Regions from separate parts of the Mus musculus genome. Here region 2 is linked to region 1. Evidence: chromatin contacts called from public ChIA-PET data. All regions are on one chromosome and are shown on one strand. The core of a region is the stretch at or near the end of the contact, and the rest is flanking DNA. Distances in the headings are between cores, read along the strand shown. Region 1 holds the start of Zfp11 (zinc finger protein 11). Region 2 holds the start of Sumf2 (sulfatase modifying factor 2).

Region 1 (5,083 bases), core at 932-3,431:
TTGTATCAGCAAAGGAATGTAGCCGCAGTGGTAACAGCAGTGAGAGACACAACAGAATAGATGAACTTATCAGCAAGACTGAACGAGCAAAAGGGAAAGCTTTCCTCTAGGACTTCCTTTGAATTGAGCTACTAACGGAAGGTACCACCCACATTTAGAATGTCTTCCCACTTCAAATAAGCTAGCCAAGAAAATTGCTCAGAACTGTGCCCAGCAGCTCATGTCTGAATTGAGTCTAAAGCCAGTTAAATTGACAACCACAATTAACCATCATACATATGGACAATTTTCACTTTGTGATAGCTGACATTTCCTGAATATGTGTAGCATTGAGAAGTTAAACTTAAAGAGACAAGAAAAAAAATGCGAAGAGTAAAATATATTTCCCTTCAGTCTCATCATGCTTAGTATAAAAAAAAACCTGCCCTGGAAAGGTCCTCAAACTAGAACTCAGAGTAATATAATTTCAGCTGCACGCTGCACGCAGATAATTGACTGATGTGTTTATTGAAACAGGGTCTTAAGATGTTACCTAGGTGGCCTGGTATTCCCTGTGAAGGCCAAGCTGGTCCTTAACTCAGTCCCTCGGGCATTATTCCAATGGCTAGAAATACAAGCGTGTACAGGTACATGCTAACATGCTGATCATTTCAGAGAACGCACAACAACAGAGTTGACCATGGTATCAGTAAACCGAAGAAGAGAGAATACTAGAAAAAGAGAGCATTTGGAATCCTTCAGGCTTTTGTTGTTGTTGTTGGAACAAACAGAGCATCCTTAAACTTCATGGAATTGGTTGGGGGGGGGGGCAGGGCACTGACCCCCCCCCCAATCTTTCATTAAAGGATCCATATATGAACTGCCAAACTTTTTGGAAACAAAGGTGATGAAAAGTCTCCCTAGACCTCAGGCAGTGAATAACTATACACACACGTGTAAGCACAGTCACAGGGTAGTAGTCATGAGGTAAAAAAGCTAGAAATCACAGGTCCCTGTACAGTCCTGAAGTGTTTCTAGTATATGCTTCCAGGAGCTATGTCAAAGCATGGACTCTCATTTATTTGCAACAACGATTAAACCCAGGACTGGGAGCTCTTACCAAAAAGCTAACCCAGCACTCAGGAGGCATCAACCAAAAAAAAAAGGAAACTTCCAGGCCAGAATGGGCTACTTGAAGAGATGTCTGTCATTAAAGAAAAAACAAAAGGGGGGAGGGGGGTCTAGGGAACATAAACACAGGGAGGGGCAGTCCTTGGGAACTATTGGCAAGGTGAGTATATGAATTTTTAAATAACGTGAAAGCTCTTGAAAAAAAAGTTAAAGCTGGCTTACTGTATGACCCATAAGTCACAATAGAGAGTAAATATACCAAGATGAGGACACAGTTATAATATTACAGTAGCCAAGATATGTAAATAAAACAGTCCCTGTATCCCTTTGGTAACCAGCCTTAAAGGCTGCAGGCTCACAGATCCGCCGAGGACAGAATCCCAGGGACCTTAACAACTCCTAATCTGGGACATGGCACCGGTAGCACCTAGTACCTGCGCTTGAGGTCAGAAGTACTGAAATCCAGTACCAAAAAAAGAAAAAAGAAAAAGAAAAAAGGCATATGTATCACCTCTGAAATCAGCCAGGGGAAAGCTCAACCCAAAGGTTTTTCGTGCTAAAGTGCCCGTGCCTAGGGAGAAGGAGTGACGTGAAAAGTTTTACTAGGATTCTAATTAATAGCTGTCCAGTGCTTTCTGCACAGACGCACGGTTCACGAACACAAAACAAGTCCTTTTGCATTGCTACCCGATGTGCACGGGGGCGGGGGGGGGCAGAAATATAAAAAGCACAAGAATTTGTTTGATACGCGGGGACAGTTTAATGTGAAGACATGGGAAATTCGTAGGAATTTACTGTCCAAGGTGCAGGCCGCTGGGGAGAAGTGGGTGCGGACCCCAGCTCAGGGCTTTTCTCGGGCAGGACCGGCACACGGGGAGTCGGGATGTCCCCAGTATCCCGCCATCGGGCTGCCAGCCTTGGGCCCTCGCCGCGAGCTGACAGATGCCCTAGAGAACTCGACCCGACCCGGGACTGGCCGCCGATCCCGCACCGCTGCATCTACAAAAACCACCTCCCTGCTCGGAGGCCGAGCCCGGACTCACCTTGTCCCGATTCCGGAACGGATCTTTTCCGCGGTGTCCCGTTCCAGAGTGTCCGGGTTCTCTGGTCTCCGGTTTCCGCAGGCTTCCGTTCCGGGGTATCTGGGTTCCCGGGTCTCCGGGTTCCGCGGTGACCCGGAGAGTGTTTGGGTTCCGAGGTGGCTAGGAATAATCCTCCCTGGGAGTCCAAGTGGTGAGGGCAACAGGCTGGCTGGCAAGAGCTGGACCGGAGGTGCAAATAGGAAACGGTCTCCAGTGATGGTGGCACCCCACCCAAAGCCCGCCAAGACAGAATGAAGTCTGTCTCCATGGTAGTTCTCAGTCTAAGGGACCTGGATGCAGACCACTTTTGGCATCCCACAGCCTTGATTAACACTGCAAGTTATCACTTCCAGGCTGAGTAGGGACAAAAATGATAGGTCTTTGCTGTATAGATTATTTTTGACAATTCTCTTAAGAATTTTGTACAATGTTTTTGTTTTGTTTTTTGTTTTTTGTTTTTTGTTTTTTGTTTTTGTTTTTGTTTTTGTTTTTTTGCATTTCCATATAGTTGCTTCAAACCCCTGTTAGATATGTATTAGATATCATGGCATGTCAGGGCAACCTGACTCCCACTTTGTTCTGGAAAGAATGCGCTGATGAATACAGAATCCTATATTGATAGTCTTTTTCTTTGACTTTAAAGAAACTTGTTGTTTGTTTGTTTGTTTGTTGTGACAGGGTTTCTCTGTGTATCTCTGGCTGTTCTGGAACTCTGTAGATCATGGCGGCTTTAAACTAAGAAATCCACCTGCCTCTGCTCCCAAGCGCTGGGATTAAAGGTGTATGCCACAACCTCTGGCTTCACTTTTAAATTTCTAATTCTGATTAGATTATTTCTGTAACTGAGATCATACTTTGCTAGATATGTGTTGATTTTGCTTATTTCTCTCTTGATTTTCAGTTAATCTTTGGATATTTCTAGTTTGACTATGGTGTATGTCTTAGCGTTACTATTGCTGTGAAACACCATGACCAAAGCAACTTGGGGAGGAAAGGGTTTGTTTTGCTTACACTTCTAGAGCACTCTTCATCACTGAAGGAAACAGGACAGGAACTCAAAAAGGGCAGGAACCTGGAGGCAGGAACTGATGCAGAGGCCATAGTGGAGTGCTGTTTACTGGCTTGCTCAGCTTACATAGAATTATTTTCAGCTTACATTGCTCAGCTTTTCCCCCAGTGGTTTCCTACAGTAGAGTACGCATGAAGAATCTTCAGTTTGGAGATGAAAGACTCACTTGCACATATGACTGAATCAAAGGGAAGATTTGGACTGTAATTCATGACACTTCATGCCAACAAACTCCTACAATCACCACCGATGAGAGTGTAAGAAGCATCCTCCATCAAGGAAGGAGATTTTTAAAGGAAATACAGTTAAAATGAACCTGCCCACGACTTCCCTGCAAAGTGTAAGCTCCTGAGAAATATTTAATGAAGGGAGGGAGTGAAATATGGGCAGGAGGTTGGGAATTCTGTAGGGGAGAGATCCTCACTCAGAGAGACAAGGTTTCTGTAGTTTTCCACCATCACATTTCTATACAAATTCCACCAAGCAGGGTCTAAGCATTCCTGCTCTTCTGGAGAGAAATCAACGGAGACATCCTTGAATGACAGCAGCTCCTGAAATTAAAAAAAAAAAAAAAAACAAAAAAAAAACAAAAAAAAAAAAACAGCATGATGACCGTGATGACCATGTGACATCAGGTGCTAGGGGTGTAGCTTTTGATGTCATCGCTCATGCTGTGATGAGTTTTCAGAGCTGTATCTGCTTCTTGGTCCTCCTCACTCCTGTAATGCTTCATCCATACTCCCCACAAGTAACCCAAATGAACTCGCTGTCTCACTACACTGAACTCAGTGAGTCCTGGAGTTGTTTCCTTGTCTGTGATTGGTACCCTGCTGGGGTGAACAAGCATCTAGTCACATTTCCACATGAAGAGTCAAACAGTGAGCTTGGGAAGAGTCGTTGAATGTCCCAGCAACAGATGATAAGATGTGCAACTGGAGTTGATCTGTGAGTGGGTTGTCCATAGAGGCCATCTCACTATGGCCACCTTGTCCCTCATGGTAGAGGATGATGCGCCTCCTTGCTGTGGCAACGGTTACATGCTCCCTGTGACGAGTGATGAGACATCCAACCAAAGGCCAGCTATCTCCTTGAGTATAGTGTTCTTGATTGGGACTCCCAGAGTGGGCACCTAACTGTATGTGGCAAGGGGCAGCATACTGTCATGATGAATTAGGTGTGCCGTGTGAACATAAGACTGCTTCAAAAGGGCGGATAAAGACTATACCGCAGTCTCTAAAAGCAGCATGAATGGAATGGGTGGCAGCCTGAGGTATCTTTCAGCAGTGTGGCCAAGAAGAAATACAACGGAGGCTCAGATGCCTCAAAATGAACTTGCCAGTGTACAGACTCAATTCCATACACCAAGTAGGTGCATGAAAAAAATCCACCATTAAAGGATTCCCCCTGAGCCAGGCGTGGTGGTGCATGCCTTTAATCTCAGCACTTGGGAGGTAGAGGCAGGCAGATTTCTGAGTTCAAGGCCAGCCTGGTCTACAGAGTGAGTTCCAGGGCAGCCAGGGCTATACAGAGAAACCCTGTCTTGAAAAACCACAAAAAAAAAAAAAAAAAAAAAGGATTCCCCCTGAAGTAATTTACATTATTAGCTCATCAGAAACTTAACACATTTTCTTTAATAAGAGTAACTAAAACAAACAAACAAACAAAAACTAAGACTTATTTGGAAGGTTAATATATGAAATTGCCCAATAGAGTCTGAAACATGAGAAATTAGGAAAGACATCATTATCTGAATTTAATTCGTGTTTTCAAATTATAGTATAATAAAAATGATACAATGCAAACAATGTGAGGATAGCCATTA
Region 2 (5,083 bases), core at 615-3,114, 180 kb after region 1:
GACAGGAGGATCTTGGTACCAGTGCTGTGGGAAAAGCAGAAAGCTTATGTGAGTAACCTAATAGAAGACATTTGGGAATGAGAGAAGTCAAAAGTGCATGTGTTGTGCGTCAACAGCAGTGTGTCCTGAGCAGAGTGTGCAGCAGTCTGCTAAGCAGTGAGCACTGACTGTAAGGCATTGCTAAGAGTGTTTGGAGAAGTCTTGGTTACTAATGGAAGAGTACTGTTCCTTTGTATTTAAAGTCCCTGAGGTTGACCTGATGCAGCCTGTGATCCTTTCAGAACTGAGGCAACAGGACCGCAGCCTGGATGCTGTCTTGCGCTGTAGTATAGAAAATTCTTATCTTTTGAAAAGGAAAAAAAAATATGGTCTCAATTGGCCCATGTTTTCTGTTTTAGAATTGGTAGGGTTCATAAAATATATGAAAAAAGCCTTTGGTGCTCTTGGTTATTTGCAGGTGAGCCGATGGTGGCTGCAGAGATGGGTGTGTGGGATAACTACTGTGTGAAGAAGCAGCTGCTACACTCCTGGTGAGTGTACACGATCATGGCGGCTCGCGGGCGGGCGGCAGACACAGCAGTTTGGGTTGATAGCTCATCTGTCCTCTCTTCCTCCTTTTCAGTACTGTGATCGCCACCAACATTCTCCTGGTCGACGAGATCATGCGAGCTGGGATGTCCTCTCTGAAGGGTTGAGGCCTGCCTGTGATACTACAGGATGTTGGGGGGAATGGTTATTTTTGTCCAAGCTTCAAGTGATTTGGAAAAAAATTTTCTCTTCCTGATTGGAGAAAAGAAACGGGACATTTGACACCTATTCAAATTATACTGTAAAATTTTATTTTATTTTTGCCTTGAGTATCTGAAGACACTCAAAGCAGCTCTTTTTCAACCCACTGAACAAGATGTTTTAGCTACACCGATACAAAAATTACATAAGATAAGCATGTTGTCTACCCTTGTTCCGTAAGTGTTCTTTGAAAGTTTGTAATGGTTTTCTCCTAAATAAGGCATGGTGACACATGCCTGTAAGCCTAGCCCTTTGGAAATAGTCCGGAATTTCTATGCCAACTCAGGCTACAGGAGACCCCAGGTCGAAAGAATAATTTGTTGTGGATGTATTTGAAATTATCCAGCCAACTCCCTGTTAAACATGTAAGATCCTTGCCAGTGTAAAACACATCTGGGTAATTTATGGGTTTCATAATGTCTAATAAATACTTAAAGAGTGAAGCTACTGGATCATTCACACTTGAAATGACTGAAAATGCTTCAGAAAAGCTAATAAAGCCAAGTTACTCCGTGGAGGCTGGAAGGTCAGAACTCTGCCACCCAACTTCCAGACATGGGAACACAAGAGGCTGAGAGAGTTACACATTTAACAGCCAAAAGGACGGTTGTTGAAGAATAAGGGTTTGGGTGAAACAAGATTTTTTAGGCTATTTTCTATCTTGGTTTTGCATCATACCTGTAACAGCTTATCTCTTTGGTTTTCATGTACTTGATTTTATGTGTGATACTTGGGGAGAGGGGCTGGCTCCGTATTCCACAGTGAGTGAGTGAACAGCTCAACTGAATAGAGGAAAATATCTGGGTGGAGAGTTGGCTCAGCTACGTACTACTGGTTCTCACAGACAGGCAGTTAGTGCCCAGCACCGTGGGCAACTTCTAGCCAGCTGAGACTGCAGCACATTGGACCTGCAAGGGTGTTAACATCACACAAAAGCAGTCAGATAAAATCAGAGTAGGATGGGTGTGGGCCTGTGTTCATTCATGGGCGGGCCTGACAGGCAAGCTCCCAAGGAGCGCCCTGCCATTGGTCACTGAGTCAGTGCGAGTGCGCAGGCGCGAAGAAGCGCCCGAGCAGACGCATGCGCTCTGAGTTCTGGTTCCCCAGCATGGGTTCCTTGCTCCCTCCGGTGTTGCTGCTGTGGCTCCTGTCCTGCCCCAGGCTTCAGCTAGGTCAGTGTGTGGCTCTGTGCCTATATCACCCTTATCCTTGAACACCTGAAAGTGACTGTATCCTGCGCTCTAGATGCTACCCTAACCTCGGAGGGGGTTTGCAGGGTCTCGGGCTACTTGCTGGGGCTGGCCATCATGAAACTGCACTTTTTCTTTTTTTTTTTCTTTTTTTGAAGCAGGGTCTCTTCTGGTATTCAGCCCTGTCTGGGGCGTTGGGAGTAAGGCATTCTGATTTTCCTTTTCTCCATTTCCATGTCTTGAGCTGGTGCACTCGTGTGACTCGTAGCTTTTATTTGTAGAAAGCTTTGAAAGTTAAAGATACGCTTAAGTCACATACATAGTAATCGGATACTCAAAATGTTGTTTAAATGCACCTTTTATCTCTAGTTACTTTTGGATTCAGTTTTTCTTAGGATATTTTATGTGTATGAGTGTTTTGCAACCTCGTATATAGGTGCACCACGAGGGTGTCTGGTGCCGGCGGAGGTCAGGTTGGATCCCTACAACAGAAGAAACATGGTTATAAACCACTGCTTGGGTGCTGGAGACTGAAAACGGAGCGTCTTCGAGAGCAACAGGAGCTCTTATATACTAATATCCTATTTTATTTTATACTTGAGGCAGAGGCTCAACTATGTCGCCTTGTCTGGCCTGGAACATAGACCAGGCTAACCTCAAATTCATAGAGATTCAAGCACTCTCTCAGCTAAGCTACGGCGCAGAGGCCCCTTGTTTAGGGGTTTGGTTTTTTTTTTTGGGGGGGGGTGAGGGTGGGTTATTTATTTATTTAATTATTTATTTATTTATTTTGGTATAAAGGTCTTGACTGTGTAGCCCTAGCTTGTCTTGAGCTTGTGATCTCCAGCGACAGCTTCTTTAGAATTGGGATTATAAGGCATAAAATATGGTCTTAGATTGTAGTTTGTTATGTGACAGAATCTCACTATGTAGACCAGGCTGGCCTCAAATCACAAAGATCCATCAGTTTCTGCCTCTGTATGCTGGGGCTTAGAGGTGTCCACTTTTTATGTATGTGTTTGTGTGCCGTGAGTGTACAGATACTGGCAAAGGACAGAAGATTTAACCTGGTCCTTAAAAAAAATTTAATTTTGGCTTTTAGAGACAGAGTTTCTCTGTGTATCCTTGGCTGTCCTGGACTCATTCTGTAGACCAGACAGGGCTCAAACTCAGAGAAATGCCTGCCTCTACCTTCCAAGTGCTGGGATTAAAGGGCCACCACTGCTCAACCCTAAAAATATTTTTTAAAATGTTAGTTTGTTAAATTACAATCAAACTACAGTTTATATTGCAGCTTGATATTTCATTCCCCTTTAATTTGAGATCTCCCTACTCACTCGGTTTTTTTTGCCCTCTCGGGATTATTCTTGAGATGGGTAGAATTGTATCAGAATGAGAAGAGGGTTAAATATAAGACCCTGAAAAGCAGGGTCTGGTTGCTTATACACCTTTAATCTCTTGAGAGGCAAAGGTAGGTAGATCTCTGTGACTGCCAAGCAAGGCTAGTCCATCTATATAGTGATTTCTTTTCAGGCCAGCCCAGGGTTGGAGTGGGGTGGGAGTAGGGTGACCTTGTCATCAAAAACTAAAATAAGGGAAAAAAGCAACTAATTTTAAAATGAGAAGCTAGGGTCGAGCACCACATAGCATATGTGAGACCCTGGTTTCAATTCCCTGTGACACACACATCAAGTTCTTGAGCCTGGGGCACAGTGCCACATGCCTGCAATCTTAGCATTGGTGAGGCAGAGATGGGAGGGTCCCTGGGGTGAAGGAGCTGTAGAATTGTTTGGGTTGTTTTTTTGTTTTGTTTTGTTTTGTTTTTAAATCAGAAAGATTGCCATGCAGAAAAACCCTATCTCACACAAAAATAAAAAAGTAATATGCACATAAATTATGGGTGTGATTCATTTGTACAGTGCTTGCTTAATGTGAAACCTGATTTCCATCCCCAGCATCACATGAACTGGGCCAAGTGGTACACACCTACCTGTTCCCTGTCATCAGGAAGTCAGCATCATCCTTGGATACCTAGTTCTAAGCTGGCCTGGGCTGCATGAGCCTTCATCTCAAAAATAAAACAGTAAAGTGTTCAACAGTACAAAGGGAGAGGGAAAGAAACAGCATGAAGTGTGAGTGGTGTAGTGGCTTACGTACTAATCCCAGCACTTGGGAGGCAGAGGCAAGCTGATGTCTGTGAGTTCAAGGCCAGCCTGAACTATATAGTAAGACCCTGTCTCCAAAGGTCAGAGCGGGTGGTAGAGGGAGTGTGGGTGAAAAATGTACATGTATTTGAAGTTACAGTTTCTAAATTGACCTAGCTGAGGCAAGAGAGGTATGTAAGTAATCAAGTATGGTCTGGAGAGGTGACTCGGCAGTTAAGAGCACTTGTTGTTCCTGTAGGACGAGGACCTAGGCTTGGTTCCCAGCACCCACATGGCAGCTTGCATCTGTCTTGTTCCAGATGACTCAGTGCCCTCTTCTGGCCTCTGTGGGTACCAGGCATACTCACTCACGGTAGATACACACTCATAAAATAAACATGTTTAGAAAGCAAAGAGTTGCCAGGCAATAGTGGCGCACGCCTTTAATCCCAGCACTTGGGAGTCAGAGGCAGGCAGATTTCTGAGTTCGAGGCCAGCCTGGTCTACAGAGTGAGTTCCAGGACAGCAGGGCTACACAGAAAAACTATGTCTCAAAAATTATTATTATTGTAAAATTGAACTAAACAAACAATGCAGCCCTATCTCTGTGCATATATCTGTATGCGTTACTAGCACCTGTCCTGTTCTGCAGGACATGCCCAGGATCCTGCCATGGTGCATCTGCCAGGTGGCCGGTTTCTGATGGGGACAGACGCTCCAGATGGCAGAGACGGTGAAGGGCCTGCCCGGGAAGTGACAGTAAAACCCTTTGCCATCGACATATTTCCAGTCACCAATAAAGACTTCAGGTATTTCCAGTTTTTCGGTGCAGGGCTAAGGGTTCTTTCTAATCTTTCTAATTCTAACCTTTATTCCTAATAAAGAGATAGCTATGAGAGATTGATCCGAAACGCAGCTTACAAATCACGAAAGATAGACTCTCGATTTTTATTTTTTAAA

What was found. ChIA-PET counts read pairs in DNA pulled down with a chosen protein or histone mark.
Region 2: a contact with region 1 is called in an RNA polymerase II ChIA-PET map of effector CD8 T cells, with 7 read pairs. The contact joins the promoter of Sumf2 here to the promoter of Zfp11 in region 1. A contact is called at or near these places in 1 of 39 promoter capture datasets (neural stem cells), 1 of 115 datasets of contacts at active chromatin or transcription factors (effector CD8 T cells) and 1 of 9 other capture datasets (pancreatic islet).

Annotation. Positions count from the first base shown.
Region 1 is chr5:129,667,907-129,672,989 of GRCm38.p6, forward strand. Zfp11 (zinc finger protein 11) reads right to left here and starts at 2,182. Exons shown (of 3, transcript NM_172462.4): 1 at 2,154-2,182.
Region 2 is chr5:129,845,126-129,850,208 of GRCm38.p6, forward strand. Sumf2 (sulfatase modifying factor 2) reads left to right here and starts at 1,865. Exons shown (of 9, transcript NM_026445.2): 1 at 1,865-1,961; 2 at 4,776-4,932. The coding sequence starts at 1,871. It overlaps Cct6a (chaperonin containing Tcp1, subunit 6a (zeta)), which reads left to right. Exons shown (of 13, transcript NM_009838.2): 12 at 458-530; 13 at 623-1,318. The coding sequence ends at 695.